2 separate regions of the Mus musculus genome follow, and region 2 is linked to region 1. The links are chromatin contacts, called in public promoter capture Hi-C maps. All regions are on one chromosome and are shown on one strand. The core of a region is the stretch at or near the end of the contact, and the rest is flanking DNA. Distances in the headings are between cores, read along the strand shown. Region 1 holds the start of Ift74 (intraflagellar transport 74). Region 2 overlaps Fggy (FGGY carbohydrate kinase domain containing).

What was found. Promoter capture Hi-C pulls out the DNA fragments that hold promoters and counts their contacts.
Region 2: a contact with region 1 is called in a promoter capture Hi-C map of pre-B cells. The contact joins the enhancer-like site here to the promoter of Ift74 in region 1. A contact is called at or near these places in 6 of 39 promoter capture datasets (cranial neural crest, frontonasal cranial neural crest, hippocampal neurons and 3 more) and 6 of 115 datasets of contacts at active chromatin or transcription factors (the SCID.adh cell line, astrocytes, embryonic limb bud and 3 more).

Annotation. Positions count from the first base shown.
Region 1 is chr4:94,611,913-94,616,330 of GRCm38.p6, reverse strand. Ift74 (intraflagellar transport 74) reads right to left here and starts at 1,840. Exons shown (of 20, transcript NM_026319.3): 1 at 1,680-1,840.
Region 2 is chr4:95,882,478-95,886,895 of GRCm38.p6, reverse strand. The region is part of intron 14 of Fggy (FGGY carbohydrate kinase domain containing); the gene reads right to left. Among named protein-coding and RNA genes, the nearest start is that of Hook1, 83 kb to the left of the region's middle. Within about 2 kb of position 1,940, at least 16 of the 459 cell types and tissues checked have an H3K27ac peak or open chromatin away from gene starts, as enhancers often do.

The sequences.
Region 1 (4,418 bases), core at 591-3,090:
ATTTATCCCTTCCCCTTGAGAACAAGAGTTGGCTGGTGTCTTTAATCTACAGCATCTGATTCAGTGGCAAGCAGAAACTATGTGTGTGTCTTTTGATACCCTCCAATACAAAGGCATTCCCAATTACAAAAATTTGCTATATTTGGGCTCAGAAGGTAGTTCAGTGGTAAAGAAAATAGTATTACCCCAACCATTCTCCAGCACCACTAAGAGAAAAAAAAATATGTCTTTTTTTTAAAAAAGATAAACTTTTTGGGAAGATATATATGCCTAACTTGACTTATAATTTTAATTTTAAAAATAAATCAGCAGTACCCCAGAGCTCTTGACTCTAGCTGCATATGTATCAAAAGATGGCCTAGTCGGCCATCACTGGAAAGAGAGGCCCATTGGTCAGGCAAACTTTATATGCCCCAGTACAGGGGAACGCCAGGGCCAAAAAATGGGAGTGGGTGGGTAGGGGAGTGGGGGGGGGGGGTGTGGGGGACTTTTGGGATAGCATTGGAAATGTAATTGAGGAAAATACGTAATAAAAAAATTAAAAAAAATAATAAATCAGGTATGGTGGTACATGCATGCGATGGGAGGAGGGAAGCAGTCACTATGACTGCAAACAAAACATCCATGAAAGTGTTCTACACCTAAAGCTCAGCGCCTTGGCTTTTCTTTGCAACGACTTCTACAATTTCCGCACCATTTAGTTCCAACTGTAGTAAGAACTCATAAATATCTACAGTTTTATCATTCAAACCAGGCACCAATTCCGAATGTTCACTTGTTGACTGAAATTTTCCATTTGGACATACACACCATTATCTCTTCAAGAAGGGGGGGAAAAGGTCAACCTTAGCATTTTTCTATTCCAAGTAGCACCATATCCCTATGGTTTTGAACAACAAAGAGACAACAACAGTATTTTTGCAAGGAAAAGTCCTATAGTCAAAACTCAAAAGTAGTTAAAAAACAAAACAAAACAACAACAACAAAGAACCCCAGTAATCCTCTAGCTTTCCTGTTAACTGAGAAAACGACTAATTTATGTAGTCCCACTTGTGTTAAGAGAAACGGGAGGTGGGCTCTCATAACAAATACACCCCTAACTCTGGAGTTCTTCGATCCATATTCTTATCATGGCAGAGGGAGGCCAGAATTCACACATTCTCTGATCCTACAAGGATTAAGGATACAGTCTACCTCTGATAGTAATCACTACATAAACTTGGCACACAATGCCCTTTGGGATGTGATTTCTCGTCTCTAAAACAAAAGTGTGGCCAGGAGTCCTTATTTTGCAGTTGTTGTTAAGTTCGGTTCTTACATGGAAAACATCACATTGTTTTGTTTTCCTTGTTATTACTACCCTTATCCTCCCTGGCCCAACCATTCTGACTTGTATTAACCGAACGATGCTACGTCCTTCCCCTGTAGCCGGCTGATCGCCCCTTCCTTCAGAGCAGAGACTTTTCTGAGGCGTCCGTATCCTTCCCCTCCTTCCCAGGGTTGGAGCATCCTTTCGGTCCAGGCGTAGTGTGGAACTTCCCAGGCCGAGCCTCCGACCCCAAGTTATAGAACCAGCCAAGAGTCCACGAATTCGAGTTTGTTCCGTTTGGAGAGAGTCAAAAGTGGCCACAGAACCTTAACCCACGCAGGGAAAAGGCAAACGAGCTGAGATTTCTCACCTTGCCTGGTGCGACTGGGGTGCCGCTAGGTCCCCGCGACATGAACTTCTTTCTGAGGAGTCAACGCGAGCGCCAACCCCGCGTTTCACCGCTCACCAGAGCAGAGACAGGGAGCCAGGCCTCAGAGTCCCCCCCACCCCGCAGCGACGCCGCGTATCCTAGCAACGGTCACCGCGCGGAAAACGCTCCTCGTGATTGGCCTGCGCTGCGCCTCAGATTCCGGTACTTAAAGTGGGGGTGGGGAAGTCTCGCGAGATTTGAGAACAGTTTCTTCCCTCCCTCCTTCCTTTACTCTTCTCTTATCCCTTTCCCAACTCATTGCACACTTTACTGAAATAAGTCTTTACTCTTTCTTTGGTACCAGAGTTTCCCACCCCCCCTTTCTTTTAAGCCTAAGTTTGTGAGAAAGACTATGTAAAGTGGTTTGAGTGTCCTTAAGAGAATTTGTTTTAAAACAAGCGCTCTGTCTTTTAAATCACTGAGTAGCTCAGAGTGTTAAGTATCTCATTGGAACTACTCCTGGTGCGAATTTAGTTTTTTGTTTATTTCATAACTAAACGTTTAACTTACCCTGGCCATCTCCTCTCCATAAAACTGAGTGATTGCATTGGTTCCTCCAGTAGTCCGAAACAGTGGAATCTAAGTTCATTGCTTGCTAGTTCCAATCGAACCCAGAAACTGAATGAGAGCCCTAAGGAACACAGCAGGGATCTATTTAAGCAGAGATGCCAGCCTCAGCAACTATATCCAGGTTTTAAGACTGAAGGTGTATCAACAGCAAGCTGCAATATTTTTGTCAAAAAACTTGTAGCCTGTTCTGCCAGATTGCCTAATTACGTTTTTTTTTTTGGGGGGGGGGGTATTTGTTTTGTTTTTGTTTTAATTTTAGACTGTCTTTGTAGCCCTGCCTATCCTGGGAACTCGTTATGTAGACCAGCCTGGTTATATGGATCTTTCTGACTCTCCTAAATACTGGAGTTAAAAACTTGGACCATCATACCCAGCTTCTTAATAAAGTTTAATACATTGATTTTTCTGATTTTAGTTTACAGTTTCTGTGCCTTCCATTTAAGAACTCTGATAGATGTAACAGTTCAAACTGGCAGGACAGGTGTTCATGACCCAATTTTAAATAGACTAATTTCCTATAAATCCTTTGAGCAGTGTTCCTGTATCTTTTATGTGATGAAAATAATACAGAACAGAGCATCTCATTTAATAGCCTCTCAGCTTCCAGAGGGAAGGAATCGATTTTATTTGACTTTGGTCATTTTCATTTTGTCTTTGCTTGATTGTTTTGGTTTGTGTGTGTGTGTGTGTGTGTGTGTGTGTGTGTGTGTGTGTGTGGTACTGGATGCCAGGCACTGTACCACTGGGCAACATCCACAGTCCAAGATTTTGTTGTTGCTGTTGTTGTTGTTTATAGGAACTTACTTGGCCTTCATCAAATAACTGAGTATTTTAAGTGTACATTGTGTCAGGTTCTTTTCTGTCTGATGACCTCATCGTCTTAAACTATAGATTATGAACTCTTGTGGGCTTTAACGCAATGTGGGGGTTTCCCCTCAAATTTACAATTCTGAATACACAGTGAACAAAAGTTAAATTAGAAACAAATTGTAATGAATCAGGTGTGTCCTGCAACACTCACCCACGCTGCATCTCATGTTTCACTAAGGCTTTGGTTCTTAAACACATGGGTACTCTGCATTCCCAATACTGCCATAGCACACTAGTGCTAGCTGAAACACCTTGGCTCAGATTCCAGGCTACTGTATGCTAGGAATTGCAATGTTTTTACTATATAATTTCTCTAGTCTTATGAAAACATAAACCTTCTGGGTACTGAAGTAACATTTTTACACTCCAACAGAATCCTATAACGAAAATTTTGGAATTTTGGTTTCTTTTAAAAACATAGAAATATCAGGATATGTTTTCATTTCAATCCTAAATACGGGATATGGGCTGCTTCAGATGGTCCACAGCAGCAGACTATGATTTACCTCATGCTCAGGCAGGGGTGTGATTTTGCCAGCTGTAGATATTTCTGCAAGTTTGTGACATTTGGAATTCTGAAGACTTTTTTGAGTGTATATAAATGTTAGGACCCTGAGAGGCAGGGTGGGTTATGAGGTGGTCATTGTTTGTCATGGTCTGTTAAGTAGTCATGTGCAAAGAAAAAACAAGAAGAAAAAAAAAATTACATATCCTGATCAAACTTGCCCCAGGGAACTCAAAGCCTCTAATCAACAGTAAGTAGCCCAAAAATAATGTTGCCCCTTTCAGACCCCTGACCTTATTAAGGGATCTCTTTCCTTTCCTCTCTGTCATTTTTTCCTCTCTTATCTAGTGTTTGGGGGTTGAAAGAATAGAAGAAAACAGGGTAGAGAAGGGTGGAAGAAAGAAGAACCCACAAAGTAGCAAAGACAAGCTACAAAATCCAACATACATTATATCCTTGAGGCAGTGCTTTTGAAAGTTGGGCTTTCTTTTTAATTTCATTAGGTATGACTGGTCACTGATTATATTTTTTTCAAAGATTTATTTATTACTATATATAAGTACACTGTAGTTGACTTCAGACACACCAGAAGAGGATGTCAGATAATTATGGGTGGTTGTTCCCATGTGGTTGCTGGGAATTGAACTCTGGACCTTCAGAAGGGCAGTCAGTGCTCTTACCCGCTGAGCCATCTCGCCAGCCAGCCCACACTGATTATATTTTCAGTGACTAAT
Region 2 (4,418 bases), core at 691-3,190, 1.3 Mb before region 1:
GGAGAAGGAGGAGGACGAGGAGGAGGAGAGGGGGGTTAGAAACAGAGGAAGGGATGTGAAACAAGTGGGGATGTGGTTCAGGCCACAGTAAAGGGGGAAGGAATGAGGCAGTAGGACAAAATCTCCTTTTGGAATCTGATTGTCAGTTCTCCAGGAGCTTTTGTGGTTTTGATAGTCACCATTTGTGACCCAGCTGCTTGCCCAGGCAAGGACACACTCCATGACAAGAGCTCTAACAAAGAAATCAGTCACCGCAAAGCAGGTCTCAGGCAGGCTCCTCCTGTCTGCAAACAAACAAACAAACAAACAAAAACAAAAACAACAAAACCTGAGCTTATTCCTATATAAACAAAGTAAAAATGAAGGCCTGTGGCTGGTTTTTCATATAATTCGGTGTATTCAAAAGCAAGACATGTCCACATGCCTGAAATCTTTAGATAATGGAAAGGAAGGGAGAATTTCCTCATTTTTCCTTTTTGTTATTACATTAATTGGCCTTATTTCATATATAGGTACAACACGTAGCCTGTAATTGGTTTCAAACCACCAAAGTAGATATCCTTCAGATGCCAAGGGCTATTCTCCTAATTTCTGTACCTCCAGGTAAGGGATTTAATGTATATTTTTTAAAGAAGGAAAAGATGCTTTTAACTTTTGTTAAGTGAGTCGATTGGGGTGAGAAAGATCGCTGTTCCCAGAATAACCTCAACAGCTCATCCTGTAGAACTAGAAGCCAGTGGGCCAGTAAGAGGAAAGACCAGTAAGGCTGGAACACCAGACCCTTGATGAGGCAGCTGAGCTGTCCAGTTCTGTGCCTAGGAACTAGTAGAGTCTGGAGGAGATGAAACATATATGTTGGCTGTGGGAAAGGATCTGAGATACTGATTTGAGTGTCCTCATCTGCTGCAAGCACAGAACTCTCTTGGGAGGGCACCTGTGGAGAGGTACCAGGAACCTGTTATCACGGCAGAAGACTAGAATGAAAGATTCTGGGAATGGCCAGGAACTGAGTATTGGGCTCTGTATGAAAAGGTTCCAATGGTATGAATAGTGTTTAGCAAAGAGCTTTTTGACTAGAGCCCTTGACTTAGACGGAGGTAAGTGTATGGAAATGTGGGTGACAGGATGATCGGGACCAAGTTTAACCATAAAATGCTTCTTTTGGTAAACACAACTTTGAGAAGAATCAGGTGACTCCATTGTTGTATCACCATCCAAGGAGCTTCCCAAGGCTAAGAAGCCAATACCTGGCCATGCTGACTGTAGCACTGTGAGAGGAAACAGCTCACAGCTGCTACACTGGGCACAACTGTTTAACAAACACTTATTGAGAGCTACCCCTCCCCTCCAAACCCCAGGCCCTTTGGATCCATAGAGAACTGAAAACAAGGTCTCACTTGGAGGAGGTCACAGTCTGGAAGGCAAGACCTTAATGATCATCTATGACCTTGACAAATTCTTTCATTCCCTTACTGGGGCCGAGGTAACATCATTCAAAGCTTAGTTTCTGTGTTTAACAGTGGGTGACCGCAGCTGTGCTCTTTCTCATTCATAAGAAGACAGTAATACCTCCGAACATACGGGGATTTTATAAAGACTGAATAGGTTGACAAATGGGAATTGAAGGGAACCCAGAAAGGGCTGGCACACAGAAGCATGTCAGGGTTATCTATTTTTTTTCTTGTTTCTACTTCCTAGAGCTGCTGAGCAGGTGTGGCAGGACACTGTATCACTGGCTCTTCATGGAACCCTGCCCTTTCTTTTAAAAATTTAAGAATTATATGCATGTGTCATGATTCAAATGTGGAAGTCAGTGGGCAACGTGCAAAAAATATTTTCTTCTACCATGTGGCTTCCTGAACTCAAGTTGTCAGGCCAGAGTTAGATGCCTTTACCCACTGAGCCACCCCACCAGCTCTACACTTCCCCTTACCAGCCACAATAAAGCCAGGCTTTAAGGAAGTCTCCATGCTGGCCTGTGTTCCTGAGTGTGGCTGTTTAGGTTCTGAGGTCTGAGTGGCACTCTCCACGCCTTGGTCTCATGCCTCTTAGCCTCAAGCCCCGTGGTCTCATGCCCCTTGCTCTCACACAAGGTCCTTTCTTCTTGCCTTGCCCTCTTTAGCCATTTCAAACTCAGACTCCAACTGTCTATCTCATGTCCCATATAAGACTCCTGGATTTGTGCTACTTTCTTCTGCCTGTTTTACCAGTAGTGGGTCATTTGATTTGGCAGGCAGAATGGCTTCTTTCCTGAGAGCAACCCCTTCTCAGACACATGTTCCAGCTCCTCATGGCCTGCAGTGGGCCTACCAGGGTGGTTCAGGAGATATAGGGTCTGCAACTCATTGAGTCCATGAGAAACTGATAATAGATAACAGCATCAAAATAAACCAGGACAGCTTCACATGCAGCAACTGTGATTTATTGAAAGGGCATGCTATAAAGGTCCAACCATGAGCCCAGAAGAATAATACCAGCGTAGACACACTGCACTGTGTCTGTGTCTGTTTCTAATTTTCCCACCAATGTTTTGCTTCCACAGCCTATGCCTTAGTTTTATTATCTATAAAGCTGGGAGGGGAGAAATCCCTGAGTGTATGTGTGCTATTGACATGAACCAGCCATGTCAAGGATGCCAGAGCCTCAGACTCAGCTCATGGAAAGCCTTCTTCTGGGTCAAGTGTGAATGCTGACCATGTGTGAAGGGAATATCTACCATCTCTCTGTCTCCTGGATGTTTACATCCTGAAGACTGCTCTTCTATAGAGGCTGCTCCTCCTGAGATTAGTTAAGCCGTTCCCCTTGTTCCAGCTGTATACCAGAAATCCTGTCTCCTTGTTTATCTGTCTGTAGTGGTCCTGCTTCTGTGTCAGCTGTATGCTATAACAGGGCTTCTCTGGGTACTGCTGAGCTTCCAGATGCTGAGGTCTTCCCTTCTGAGAGACCAGGCGATCTGATTCCAGTTTTTCTGTCTGCATGTCTGTCTGTCTCTCTTCATTCCCTCACCACCCAAGTTAGGTTCGAGTACCTGGAGACAGAGGACCTACGCAGTGGGTCATAGAATGATTGAGTGCAATCAAGAACAGGATGTGTAAGAAGTATATGCTTATAAGTGTCCCCATGACTGTCCCAGGAATCTCTTTCTGGCTTCAAAGCCTGCAGACTGTCTCTGTATTGCTTATCCACTCTTCTTTCCTACACATTCCACTGATTTGTTGGGCCCTGCCACTCCCTCTGAGAATTCACTTCTTTTTGCATCTTCTCTGGGTTTCTTTCTTTCTTTTAAATCCAAATCCGAGCCTCTCTTTTTCCAGTTCTACCCCATCTGATTTATCCACTGTTTCTCTCTCATGTCTACAGCTCTTAGAATGTACATGCATTAATGATTCCTATGAAAGAGCTATTAGATGTTGGCTCTTGTCTCCAGATTTTGATTTTGCCTCCTCAGTGGGAATGTGATATTCTCTTTTCAGATGTTATTATCTTCATCTCGATCTCATCATTCTTACTGTGTGCATTTGTAAGTGTGCATGTCTGTGTGCACATGGAGGGCAGAGGATAACTCAGGATGGTTGGTGATTTCCTCCTCCATTTATTTCACTTTTACATTTACTTTAGGATCAGGAGACCCAGCTCAGGTTGGGAGGCTTGGGCATCAGACATCTTTATCTGCTAAGCCACTTTGCTGGCCCTGGAATATTGCCTTCAATAGCAGCTGACATGCTTTTAAAATGCTAGCTGGCAGTCTAAAACCACTATTCAAAAAGCTGCTGGCAATGTGACCTGGGAAGGCCCTACATGGAAGTATAAAGATCCTTAGACTCTGAGATCTGCGGTGGTTTCTTCATTTTAAAATAAACATGATGGTGATGCCAGACCTCCTGAGGCTACCTGGTAGACTGAAATATTGGTAAAGGTCTGCTGAGCTGAAATATGACCAAGGTGAAGATGCCTGGAACTTCAGAGAGCAGGGAAAGGTCTAGCAGGGAGTACCATAGAGAATGCCCATGATTGCTCAATGGACTAGCAAGCATGTCCTGTGTGCCACACACTGCACATGTCACTTATGTGTGTTACACACCAAAGCACACAGTTCTGGCATCAGGCAACTGAATTCAAATCGTACTCCAGCTAGTGAGCAGCTGTGTAGTCTCAGCTAAGTTATCTACGATGTCTAAGGCTTATTTCTTTGATCTTTAAGTTGGGATAATTTAGAGCAGAAACTAGCATCTTTTTTCCCATAAAGGTTCAGAGGGTGAACATTTCTGGTTTGGTGGGACATGGTCTCTGTCACAGCACTGCTGCCGTTGCTATATACAGGGGGCCGTAGCATTTATACAAATGAATATGGGTCTCAATTTAACTTTATCTGCAAAAAGAGGCAGCAGACAAGATTCAGCCTGTGGGAAGGTTTCTGG